4 separate regions of the Mus musculus genome follow, and regions 2, 3 and 4 are each linked to region 1. The links are chromatin contacts, called in public Hi-C and HiChIP or PLAC-seq maps. All regions are on one chromosome and are shown on one strand. The core of a region is the stretch at or near the end of the contact, and the rest is flanking DNA. Distances in the headings are between cores, read along the strand shown. Region 1 has its middle 17 kb from the start of Foxo3. Region 2 overlaps Sesn1 (sestrin 1). Region 3 overlaps Sesn1 (sestrin 1). Region 4 overlaps Armc2 (armadillo repeat containing 2).

Region 1 (3,173 bases), core at 240-2,739:
ATACATACATACATGCATACACACATACATAATATATACATACAGGCAGACATATACACACATACATATATTACGCATACACATACAGACATAATATACACACACACACACACACACACACACACATATATATATATATATACATGCATAATACATAATACATACACATAATACACACTCCTACATGAGTATTGATATGTAGAGTGGTGGGCAGTGAACCCCAGCAAGTCACTGGGCTGCCACAGCACTGTTTTTCTCTTCCCTGCCTTCATCTCCTTGTCTTTAGAGCAAGCTCGTCCTCCCAGCCACAAGATGGCAGGAGAAGATCAGAAATTCAAGCATAGTCTCTGCCTCTGATGAAACCTATCACAGTGCCCTGGCACCTAGTTAGAAAATACTTTTCTTTTCTTTCCTTTTCTCTCCTTTCCTTTTCTCTCTTTTCCTTTTCTCTCCTTTCCTTTTTCTCTCTTTTCCTTTCCTTTCCTTTCCTTTCCTTTCCCTTCCCTTCCTCTTCCTTTCTTTCTTTCTTTCTTTCTTTCTTCCTTCCTTCCTTCCTTCCTTCCTCCCTCCCTCTCTTCCTTCCTTCCTTCCTTCCTTCCTTCCTCCCTCCCTCCCTCTCTTCCTTCCTTCCTTCCTTCCTTCCTTCCTTCCTTCCTTCCTTCCTTCCTTCCTTTCTTCTCTAGTTTTCTTGGTAACAAGGTGCAGGCTAATGCAATCACACTTCCCAGTGTGATCTTGAAAGCTGCCAACAAGAAATGGGCACTGCGATTCTGTGCTCTTCTCCCTCTCTGCCTACAAAGTTGGGGCCCTGTTGTGGTCAGCCACACCGTGATAAAACCAGTGAGACTGAGCCCAGCAGATATAAGTGTTTCTAGAAAAGGGATGTCATGTGCCATGCTGCCTGTACCCATCATCTGCCACACATGCAGGTGTCTTGGATTCTTACTAGCAATAGACCTTGGGATGTGTGCCAAACATGTTTGGAATCCCAATGTCATTCCTAGTATGGTAAGCTAGTGTCCCCAGCTGGGTTACAAACATTCAGACAAAGCCAACCCTTGGCAGGTGCCAGTCAATTAAAATACTCATTTCCCCATGAGAAACACTGGAACCCAGGAAGTGTGGTTGAGATCTGAGTGGTTTCCACTGAGCCAGGCCCTCTTGGCCTCTCCCTGTTAGCTGGAAACAAGGCAGGATTGACCTAGAGGGCCTCGAGTTGTGGGTAAATAGAAGAAGCACTCGTTCATCTGAGGGAACCTTCATGGCATTGTGTGAAAATGATGGCTCCTTCATCCTGGTCCATTGGAAAGAATTTACCCCTCCTGAGTACGTCTGAGTGTCCCCATCAGGGCAGGTTAAGGGTCCTGTTTTAGAGGTGACTCATTGTACTAGAAGTTGCTGAGAAGCAGCTGCCTCTGGCCAGTCAGCCAACCAGCTGTGTGTGGGTGGGTGTGTGGGCTCGGGTAAGGTCACCCTCCCCAACGCACTTGTACTGTGGTTTCTTGGTGTCTTGAGCAATGTAATGGAACTGTATGTTTGAGCCTTCCTCAGAGGTCTTTCTGTTCCCTTCTGCCCCTCCCAGAGCTTCCTGGGTAGTGGCCAAGAGGTAGAAAACCAAAGGAGTAAGGCTTACCAGGACGGACACTAGAGATAAGGAGGTCAAGTGCTCAGTTGTTCTGGGGGTCACAGTGCTCCAGGGGCAACTGTGGTGCTCTCTCCGGTGGAGCAGAAAAGCCTGGATAGCAGTCTGAGCTGTGTCTGTGAGAGAGGCTTCTGGAATGGTCATCTTGAGCAAGCCTGGTGGTTTACAAGAAAGGGACTTAAGAGCGAAAGTGGAGACTTGCCTCTGGTATAATGCTTTGGAGTGCGCAAGGCATGTTCTGAAAGCTGCAATCACATGCAGGCACCCGCCGCTGCTTGGCAGCACAGACTGGTGGCCCTGCTGTGTGGCTGAATGCACACAGACATAACCCCTATGTTGGCCATTTTGCAAAGATCCAGGGGAGAGGTGGGGGCAGTGGCACTTGGCAGCAGCAAGGGTAGGGAGCACACAGCTAAGGGGTTACTGATGATACCCAGAGAGAGACGGATGTCAGACAGCATCTCTGGATGCTTCCAACCATGATCACAGCGGCCAGCGGCACTGAAGATTGAGGCTAATAGATGTAGTTGCAAAGCAGACCAACCCACCCTAGGTAATTGCAGGGCTCACACAGGCAAAACAGCTGGTCAAGTGCTTGCTGAGAGCTCCACTGGCCGACCCCACTTCACCTCCCAAGGTGGTTCTGAAGGTTGAGGCTCTCAGGAAAACAAGACCCCGACCGTGAGACTCAATTCATCCCTGGGGTGAGTCACTATTCAATCTTTTAAGAGTTATGCTAGATTAGTATGGAGAAGTGGAACTGGTTATAAAACCCAGAAGACATGTTGGGGTCTTCATAAAAGCACATCTGCTTCCAAGGGGGGATTCTGCCAGGTGTGCTGGTACATGCCTCTAGTCTTAGAACGTGGCGAGTGGAAGCAGGAGATGTCAAGTTAAAGCCAGCCTGGCCTATATAGTGAGACCCTGTCTCCAAACATCAAAATACCTAAATAGAGACTAAGAAGGTTCTTTTCCTATCTGGCTCATTCTTTTTGGTGAGAGTGGGCATGCTTCAGTCAAGGGGGACAGAGGAGGCTGGTACCTGTACCTCTAAGGTGCGATTTCTTGCCAGCAGGAGGTGTTGGCAGTTTTTCCTTAGCTTTGTTTCTAATGAAAAGGGAACAGGGGATGTAAGAACCGAGAGACTTGTGGGGCTGTGGTGGCGCATGCCTTTAATCCCAGCACTCAGGAGGCAGAGGCAGGCGGATTTCTGAGTTCAAGGCCAGCCTGGTCTACAGAGTGAGTTCCAGGACAGCCAGGGCTACACAGAGAAACCCTGCCTTGAAAAACAAAAACAAAAAAACACGAGAGACTTGACAGTCAGATAGAGAAACTGTCCTTTGGGAAAAATTTCCAAGTCTTTTACATATGAGGGTCCGTTTTGGTGTTAAAGGGTGCCCAGTACGCCAACAACATTGCCATTTTACTTTGTATCCACTGAGAGAAGGAAACAACCCATAATCATAGCTATAAACGGAACCAATGGCATCTTAAATGCCTTCATGGGTGAACGAGATGTTTTTCGTCTCAG
Region 2 (3,035 bases), core at 533-3,032, 400 kb after region 1:
CATAAGTTCAAAGATATCCTCAGCCACGTAGCAAGTTCTGACCCCCACCCCCCACTCTCACCCCTGAAACAGCAAGCAGGATAAGAGAATCTTTATTGGCAGAATCCAAAGTAGACTACTTGCCAACTGAATCCATGATATATCAATTTCATTGTATATATTAAGTAAAATTGTACTGGACATTGGTTACTTCTTACTGTGGTTATTCCACACTCATACTGAAGATAGTGTGTAACATTATATTCATTAGAAGAGACACTTAACTAGCTTGTCCATGTATGTGTCTAAGTTTGAACATTGTATATTAAGTTCCAGGAGAGAAAAATGTTCCTTTTGAAACAAATGTAACAACTATTAATCTAAAACAATGACCTCTTTAGCCTAACTTCTTTTTTTTTGTTTGTTTGTTTTTTTTTAAAGATTTATTTATTATATGTAAGTACACTGTAGCTGTCTTCAGACACTCCAGAAGAGGGAGTCAGATCTTGTTACAGATGGTTGTGAGCCACCATGTGGTTGCTGGGATTTGAACTTCAGACTTTCAGAAGAGCAGTCGGGTGCTCTTACCCACTGAGCCATCTCACCAGCCCTTAGCCTAACTTCTTAACTCTGACCAAACTATCTATCTGTCTGCCTATCTCTGTTAAGATTTACTGGGAAAAAGTACAAAGCTGAGGCTCCTGCCCCCTTTCTAATTTACAAATTATCTAAACAACATGTATTTAGGGTTTCAAGTATTTATTATTCATTTTGTAACTCAGACACACTACACAATACTCATGACTTCAGGATAGCAAAGGATGTAATTTCCAAATAGATTATTTGATCTTGAAACAACTTGTTGTCACTCAGAAAAAAATGAAGTTGAATTATATTTTAACCCACAATAAATCAGAGTTAAACATGAAGAAAACAAAACAAACAATAGTCCTACCAAATGCTTGTGGAGTGAAAAGAACCAATAATGCTACAAAACCTGGAAGTCAAAAACGACGGATAAATCTGGTAACCAAACAGACTGGCATGAGGGGAAGGGTACACAGTCAAAGATGAACAGAGAACTTGAAAGACTGCAAAGGGTCAGAGACACTTCCAAGAAAAGGAAGTGAGAATGACCGAAACCATGCTCAACTCCCAAAGCAACAACAACGCACTGCATTAACTACAAAGACCATAGGTGGGAACCTACAGACAGACTCACATTTTGTACTCACACATAAAGGTAAACCACTACACTATTGATTCTGATAAACAACCTAATTGCTAATCAATGGAGGACTGTTTGAAAAGTTCAACATGATCAACAAAGCTGTGGTCCTCAAGAGAACAAAGCAGAACATATGCTGGGGTGGGGGCGTAGAGAAAGGAAGACACAACACGCGTGTACATGTGTTTGTTACTGCTTGAAATATCTGGGTAGTATTTCTTTAAATGACACCAAATTGACATCCATATGACCTTCAAAACGAACAGGTTGAATTATATTATTCTGGTTACTCTATTCTAGAATCAAGTGAATTTACTCTCCTTACTTAAAGGCTAGGCTTAAAAGTTGACAGACTCTCTCTTTTAGCTAATAGATTAGGTACATGACAGATATAAGGGCCGTGACCTTTTCTAATTAATTTTATGTCAATCAAAAAACAAAAGGCTAGTTATATGGGGTGTTCCTGATGAGCTGAGTGTGTATCCCAATTTACCTCAGACCAGGTACAGACAGGACAGTGAGTAGCTCTATCCAGCCACCCAGCACACACAGACTGACCTCTGAGAAAGTCAACAGATGACAGTTTTCTTACAGGACCTACCTGTTCTTACTAAAGCTTGCATAAAGACTCCTCACCTTGGAAGAGTCCCAAAGTATAGCACACACTGGAATGATGGCCAGCTCAGTGGAGAGAGCTGTCCCTGCATGTGCAAGGCCCTAGGGTTGATCCCAAGCATGGCCAAGTATTTCCATGCACCATCTCCTGAGAGAAAAAGAACAGAGTAGGAAAGGAGGTTTGGGCCAAAATAAGGACTTCTGTTAGCAAGTTTGTAATTCCCATGAGAGCATTTAAACTCTTAACTGGGCAGGTCTAATGTGTAAGTAAGGTGTAAAGAGAAGATGAGGGAGATACAGCAGCAACAGTACCACATCTACATCTACCTCATGATACCTACAGAAGAGTTTACAAAGCTCTTGGGGGTGTGCAGTCTGAGAATGAAACTGCTTTTTAGTTTTCTGCTTATTCCTTAACTGATATAAAGGGGCAAAAAAAAAAAAAAAAAGAAAAACAAACAAACCCATATAGAGCTAATAATGGTAATAAAAAATTAAGAGCAGCAATAGCAGCTGACATAGCATGCTAGGAACCGAGTACTGTTTTAAGTACTAGTATTTACAAAAAAGGAACATATGATTTATGATATTGAAATCTACAAAATGTATATGTCTTTTATAATCTTTATGAAAAAGAAGCCAATGTCTTTAATGCTTTATTAGTGTGAGAGCCCAAGTCAAACTGAATGCATTTTCTAACTTCCTATGTAGGTTACTTTAACTATTTTCCCTTCTGTAGTTGTGAGAATTCAATTAGACTCTGAGCAAATCTTACAATCCAGATTCTAGGAGGCAGACCTGCCAAGAATAAAAGTTCTTGTTGAACTCAGATGCAGATGGCAATCAGCATAAACCTCACAGGTTCTCTGTGAAGACATGGCTGGAAAAGCTAACATGAGAACTAGGACTCCCCACCCCTCAACAATACTAACACCAATATCTGAAAGCCATGCCCACACCAGCACCTGCTTCCTCACCAATGTACAACAATACTGATTAATCCTCAGAAGATGGACATTCTGAGTGGCGTTGACAGCACACAGAAACAGTACGTCCTGTGCCACCGTGTGAACAGTGCTTGTGGACCAAAGCCCTGTCTAATCACATGCTTTGCTTATGTTCCGACGACCTTCATCAGCCTCCTTAAGAATGATTGACTGGCTACAGATTAAAGACTTTCTATGAGGTGTCAATCTACCTACTTGAAAAATTA
Region 3 (3,055 bases), core at 32-2,531, 430 kb after region 1:
TTGAGGTAGGACGACACACCTCTGATCTGAATCTTGAGGTGAGAAGACACACCTTTAACCTGGGCCACATCTTCTGCTGGAACCTATATAAGGGCATGGAATCATGAAGGTTTTGTTCTTTGCCTACTTGCTAGTACTTCCATTCCTTCGATGGCATTGGAGCTACTTCTTCAGTTCTGGCATATACTCAAGATTAGCTGAGACACCCAGCCTTGGGACTGAGTGACTACAGAGTCTTGGACTTTCCATGCCCAGCCAGCCATTGTTGAATTAGCTGGACTGCAGCCTATAAGTAATTCCAATAAATTCCATGTGTGTGTGTGTGTGTGTGGATATATATATATATATATTTATTTTCACATGTATTGAATACACACACACACACACACACACACACACACACACACAAACCTTAAGTTCCACTACTCTGGCGAACCCTGACTAATACAATCTTAAGATGTTCAACTCTTAGAAATGAACTGCCTCAAAAACCAGAATTTTTTTCCTTCACTATTCATTCAATGTGCTTCTGTTAAGTGTTCATGTACCAGGAATAACTAGATGATGCAGGCATGAGAAACCCTCTTGAGCTGTTGTTCGTGAAGGGAGCCCAAGGGACTCCCCTGGCAATAGACTATTGCTGTTGCCTTTAGTTGCCTCCAAGTTGAAGGTAAGTCCCTATTGCTAATGATATTATATACTTTGGACACAGAATGAGGACTAGTTTCCATAGTACCAGAAGGCAATCTGCACGATGCCCAGGGCGGGAAGTAACCAGCAGCCCCCCTCAGCTGTGCTGCCCAGGGTCTGTGACAATGACCTGCATGGCGAGACAGCCATCCCTGCAGGTACAAGAGCACTTATATCTTAATGGGAGCCAACAACTGTCTGTCTGACTGGGCTGAAGGCCTGCTCAACAGGAAGGAAATGGGGCCTGGTGCTGTAAACTTAGTTAACCATGTGACTCGAGAGGTCATGGATCTTGGAGGAGAACATACTACTTTCCCAAACCAGTAAAATTCCTAAGCACCTTCTAAATACTTATCCTATACCACAGGCAAGTGTAACTCTCACCCCTCATCAAAGCAGATGGAGACCATGACAGAAAGCCACAACTGGTCACAATGCAGAGAACAACTAACCAGGAGGTGCCCAGCCCCGACTGATACAACACAACCTCAGGCTCGGCAGCACTCGGGAAAACAGAGTCTAAGAGCAAGAGATCAAGGAAGTCTGCAGCAAGACATTATAGGGAAGCCACACACCCATAAAATCTTAGCGCTACAGCTACTTAACCAAGGGCAGCACCAGCTGACATGCAAAGTGCATGTGGCTCATCTCATAAGCACCGCCCCCAGATGAAGAGCTGTGGCAATTAAGAACTGCTGTGAGAGGGGTGATTAATCTTTCCCAAAGATGACACCCCTAAATGGTTATCCAGTAACAAATAGCCCTGAAACACTCTCATAACTACACTAACAGGACTCTGCAGGTTGCATTTATATATTTGTAAACATATATGTAACAATAACAGTGTACTGGCTAGTTTTGTGTCAACTTCACACAGGCTGGAGTTAACACAGAGAAAGGAGCTTCAGTTGGGGAAATGCCTCCACGAGATCCAGCTGCAAGGCATTTTCTCAATTAGTGATCAAAGGGGGAGGTCCCCTTGTGGGTGGGACCATCTCTGGGTTTGCAGTCTTGGTTCTATAAGAGAGCAGGCTGAGCAAGTCATGGGGAAGCAAGCCAGTAAGTAACATCCCTCCATGGCCTCTGCATCAGCTCCTGCTTCCTGACCTGCTTGAGTTCCAGTCCTAACGTCCTTTGGTGATCAACAGCAATGTGGAAGTGTAAGCTGAATAAACCCTTTCCTCTCCAACTTGCTTCTTGGTCATGATGTTTTATCCAGGAATAGAAACCCTGACTAAGACAAACAGCTAATAAAAAAAGAGGCCATAAGTTTAAGAGGGAGTAGGGCAGGGCATAGCAGGAGAGGGAGGGAAAATGATATATTTTAATTAAATAAAAATAATAATTAAAAAAATACCCTGACTTCAGGGCACCACAGCAGGCACTCCTTTAAATGCAAACTGAATTTTGTTCTATTAATTTGTTCTCCATACACCTGCGCTTCTCCTATAGGACCAAAGTGGGGGCTGCAATAAGAGAATGGGGGGGGGGAAATGGGGGCTGCAATAAGAGAATGGGGGGAAATGGGGACTGCAATAAGAGACTGGGGGAAAGTGGGGGCTGCAATAAGAGAATGGGGGGAAGTGAGGGCTGCAATAAGAGAATGGTGGGGGGGGGAGTGAGGGCTGTACCTATACAAACAATAAGGAAGAAACTGTTAGAATAGAATCTAAGCATCAGGGTTTGGTACCAGCTCTGCAGTTTGGCAGCTTCATACAGTTACAATCATTCTCCAGTGAGAAAATCTGTTCAGAGGGAGAAGTAACAGATGTGCTTTAACTTCAGACAGTAACCTTTGTGAGATGGGAAAAGCCTCCATGTTCTCTGCAGTCTATGGTGAAGATGGCACAGCATCAGACACATGGCTCCACAGGATTTGATGCAGGGGGTTGGTTTTTTGTTTCCTTAGGTTTAAGGAAAAGTGAATGCACTAAATTCTACAGAACTACTGGCTGTGACAAGCACTCTTAGCACTCTGACAGCATGCATTTTCCCCTGACTCTTCACAAGCAGCCTCTTGTGACCTTTCAGGCAACTCTGCACTGATAGAAGGGTGGGGGTTGGGGGACTGCTGCCACTGTTCCATTGCATGGTGGTTGCTGCTGTTCCCTGTTGAGCTATTCCTCTCTGCTTTTCTCTGTCATATTATCTGTTCTCTTACAGTTCTTTAACTTCATAAAAATGCTCTTAAGATAATTACTGTGAAATAAGACAACTGCAAATCCAGACAAGAGGCACACTGCCCATCCCTGTTGAGCCGCGGATGCTGAGGTTTTCTTTGGCCTTGGTTCAGCACCTGAGTCAACAAACTTACTGACTCTCCTTTGCCTTCTCCCACGGGCCCCTTGCCATAACATTCCCACAA
Region 4 (2,918 bases), core at 23-2,522, 360 kb after region 1:
CTGGATTGGTTAGGAAGAGCCCTCCACCCCTTTCCCCTGGTGTCTTTGTGTGGCAACTTGCTTCCACTGGCTCTCTGCCTCCTCCCTGGCAGGAGTGTGCCCTTTGGCTGCCTTCCCAGCCTCTCTGCAGGCACATTCCCAGCGGTGCTGGGCGAGCGAGCAGGCAGGCGAGCAAGTGAGAGCATTTGGCTGAGTGAGCTCCTTGTTCAGCCTTGCCCTCGTTCTGCACCCCTGACCGGGCAGGCTCAGTGGGCCGAAGCTTGCTCATTCTTTCCAGCTCCCACTGTTTTTGTCCTTGTGGAACGGGCTCTTCCCCCACTCAGCTCAGAGCCCAAATGCCTTTATGTCTGTGCCTTAAAAAAGAACCCATCGCAGTAAAAGTCTAACTGTTGCCCTGGTGTTTTTGAGGGGGAGCCACATTCAGAGGTGTGGAGTGTGGGTACTCAGTGAATAATTGCTGATAGGGTGGCTGGGTTGGCAGTTGGATGGGTGGGTAGGTGGTCATCTCTGCCTTCAGAATGGTCTGCTTAGGTCTGCAGTTTTGAGTCTGTGGTCTCTCAGATTGGTCTGATTATATATATATATATATATATATATATATATATATATGAATGAATGAATATGTATTCTCTCAGGCTAACCGTCAACCCGCCGCCAGTGCTGATAGGATAGGTAAATCAGTATTTTCTCAGAAGTCTGCAGCCTGCCTTTGGTGACTTTTATTCTTTAGCCACCTGTAAACTCAAATGTTTAGGTTTTATTTAAGGGTGGAAAGTCGGATAAAGCAAACTGGAAATCCTAACTCAACTCTAAGATGCAGGCAGTTTTAGCCAGTTTAAAACAGGGTGTCTTGATTAATTTTCTGGTTAAGGGCATGGGGAGTGTTAAATTTTCAACCCCCTTTAACTTAATTCTTAAAGGTCCTTCTAAAATGTTTTCCTAGGCTGGATAGGAGTTGTCTCCTAAGTATGAGGAGTCTGTGGAACATAGTTTATTCCTTCTGTGACAGCTTGACATCAGTCCTTTGCCTGTGGTCAGCATCATGCACGGGGACTATTTTAGGGTGCCGTGTGAGAATCATGTGTCCACTCTGGCTGCCTGTGGGTGGTAAAGCACTATCAGTCACACGGGGCAGATGGCTGAGTTGGATGCTCCTTAGGGTGAGGGGACAGGCAGTGGATGCTTTTGAGCAGAGGAGATTGCTCTGCTCCTGAGATGAAGAGATTCCAAGTCTCCTCCTGCAGTGCACAGACCGGCCACCAGGGGCGCCTTTCACAAGAGAAGTGAGGCAACCAGTTTGAGAGGTTGGTGAAGGGTCAAAGATGCCCGGTGCAGGCCTTTAATCCCAGTACTCAGAAGGCAGAAACAGGCAGATCTCTGTGAGTTTGCAGCCATACAGGGCTATGTGGAGAGACCCTGTCTTAAACCCCCGCCCCCTGAAAAATGCCTCAAGTCTGTGGGACATTGGAGGTTGAGGGTAGTTGGGAATGAGGTATTGAAGTGCATTAGCATGCTCAGACAGGCCCTGAGTGCCCCTCACCGTGTCCTTCAGTCTCCAGAAGCCTCAGTTTCCGTACGTCAGGGTGGGGGTGGCAATCTCTTGTTGGCTTTAGGCCAATATCCCTCAGATGGAAGAAGGTAGCTCCCATAGTAGCTCCTGCTGTTGCTAATGCCCTGGAGCTGGTCACAGACCATTCTGTATAACAGTGTCCTCTTCTGTGTCCTTCCATAGTTAAAGCCATTTATTTACAACTTGTGGGGCCCATGATGTCTTAGCAAAGTGCATGTCTGTTAGGGCGTACCATGCTGCCAGGAGGAGGACATGGCTGGCTTCCTAGAGGAAGGTCGGCTTCTTACGGGAGTGTGCTGCTGGTCTGTGTTCTGGTTGGCTATAGCTGCTGATCATTCCATTTTCAGCAAAACTAGGAAGTCCGTATGAACTGGTTACTCTGCCTTCTCAGGGACGTTGAAAGCCTCTCCAGATCCCTTTTCATTTTGTTATTTCAAAACCATGTCATTGTGTGAGTGTGCACCGATGTGTTGGTTTAAAAAAATATTGTGAGAGTGGAGTGCTGTTCTCAGGGACTGGGGAAGAGTAAGAGACGGAGAGCCATGTGTTGAAGGAACTGCTTCTATGGTGAGATTGCGGGTCTGTGAACCTGGTCATTTGTCATTCGCGATGTATTTTGTTGGGTTTTTTGTTTTTGTTTTTTTTTTTGTTGTTGTTTTTCGAGATAAGGTTTCACTTGTAGCTTTGGCTGTCCTGGAACTCACTATGTAGAGCAGACTGGCCCCGAACTCTGAGATCCTCCTGCCTCTGTCTCCCAAGTGCTGGGATGAAAGGCGAGTGGCATTACACCTGACTTTCTTGTGATATTCTCTATAAGGGTTTATGGGATTTGTCTTGTTAGCTAAGAACTACTTTGTATACTTCAGGTGGGTTGGTCAGGGCAGCAGTAGATAACCTCTGTGCAGCTCTGGTTTGGTGGTGGGGGGAGACTCTTCAGGGCAGGAATGAGAGCGCAGGCCACTTAAAATGAGGCTATGGTCTCACAGAGACCCTTCCCTAGCTTCCAGTCTCAGGACTGTGGCTGAGCCACGCAAGCGCAGGTGCAGGAACAGCCTTCCACGAGACTGCTTCTGTTTTGGCCTATTTTGTGCTCCTGGCTCCCTGGAAAACATATTTTCAAGAGGTGGGAAGAAAAGACGCCACAGTCAAAGGACAGAAACAGTGAGGGGAGCAGGTGGTGGGAGCTGGGTGCTGCAAACGGCGCAATCTGTCGTCCCCGTTTGTTGATCTCGCATGCCATCCTTCAGTTGGCACTGCTACTGCCAGGAACCACCCCCTCCCTTTTCCATCCAGCAGGGAGAGAGGCATTGTGACAGTATTAACTCTTCCTTTCCTGAAGCCACTTCAA

Evidence for each region. A called contact is a pair of places that touch in the nucleus more often than the background predicts. HiChIP or PLAC-seq counts read pairs in DNA pulled down with a chosen protein or histone mark.
Region 2: a contact with region 1 is called in an H3K4me3 HiChIP or PLAC-seq map of the SCID.adh cell line, with 4 times the contacts expected there. The contact joins two enhancer-like sites. A contact is called at or near these places in 2 of 15 datasets of contacts at CTCF or cohesin (CD8 T cells and pro-B cells), 45 of 484 Hi-C or Micro-C datasets (B cells, the C2C12 cell line, CD4 T cells and 33 more), 20 of 115 datasets of contacts at active chromatin or transcription factors (the 230-238 cell line, the SCID.adh cell line, astrocytes and 13 more) and 2 of 9 other capture datasets (adipose tissue and embryonic stem cells).
Region 3: a Hi-C map of bone marrow-derived macrophages shows a contact between it and region 1, with 14 read pairs. The contact joins two enhancer-like sites. A contact is called at or near these places in 1 of 39 promoter capture datasets (embryonic stem cells), 1 of 15 datasets of contacts at CTCF or cohesin (large pre-B cells), 5 of 484 Hi-C or Micro-C datasets (bone marrow-derived macrophages, cortical neurons, muscle stem cells and 2 more) and 1 of 115 datasets of contacts at active chromatin or transcription factors (embryonic stem cells).
Region 4: an H3K27ac HiChIP or PLAC-seq map of heart atrium shows a contact between it and region 1, with 7 times the contacts expected there. The contact joins two enhancer-like sites. A contact is called at or near these places in 5 of 484 Hi-C or Micro-C datasets (the G1E-ER4 cell line, the HL-1 cell line, bone marrow-derived macrophages and 2 more), 7 of 115 datasets of contacts at active chromatin or transcription factors (bone marrow-derived macrophages, embryonic basal ganglia, embryonic forebrain and 4 more) and 1 of 9 other capture datasets (embryonic stem cells).

The regions. Positions count from the first base shown.
Region 1 is chr10:42,292,362-42,295,534 of GRCm38.p6, reverse strand. No RefSeq gene overlaps it. Among named protein-coding and RNA genes, the nearest start is that of Foxo3, 17 kb to the right of the region's middle. Within about 2 kb of position 1,489, at least 46 of the 459 cell types and tissues checked have an H3K27ac peak or open chromatin away from gene starts, as enhancers often do. A contact at or near this core is called in the G1E-ER4 cell line, the SCID.adh cell line, bone marrow-derived macrophages and 1 more, where this site is marked.
Region 2 is chr10:41,889,593-41,892,627 of GRCm38.p6, reverse strand. All of the region lies in intron 1 of Sesn1 (sestrin 1), which reads right to left. Among named protein-coding and RNA genes, the nearest start is that of Gm33058, 68 kb to the left of the region's middle. Within about 2 kb of position 1,782, at least 10 of the 459 cell types and tissues checked have an H3K27ac peak or open chromatin away from gene starts, as enhancers often do. A contact at or near this core is called in the SCID.adh cell line, where this site is marked.
Region 3 is chr10:41,866,402-41,869,456 of GRCm38.p6, reverse strand. All of the region lies in intron 1 of Sesn1 (sestrin 1), which reads right to left. Among named protein-coding and RNA genes, the nearest start is that of Sesn1, 57 kb to the right of the region's middle. Within about 2 kb of position 1,281, at least 19 of the 459 cell types and tissues checked have an H3K27ac peak or open chromatin away from gene starts, as enhancers often do. A contact at or near this core is called in bone marrow-derived macrophages, where this site is marked.
Region 4 is chr10:41,932,020-41,934,937 of GRCm38.p6, reverse strand. The region is part of intron 12 of Armc2 (armadillo repeat containing 2); the gene reads left to right. Among named protein-coding and RNA genes, the nearest start is that of Gm33058, 25 kb to the left of the region's middle. Within about 2 kb of position 1,272, at least 134 of the 459 cell types and tissues checked have an H3K27ac peak or open chromatin away from gene starts, as enhancers often do. A contact at or near this core is called in the G1E-ER4 cell line, bone marrow-derived macrophages and heart atrium, where this site is marked.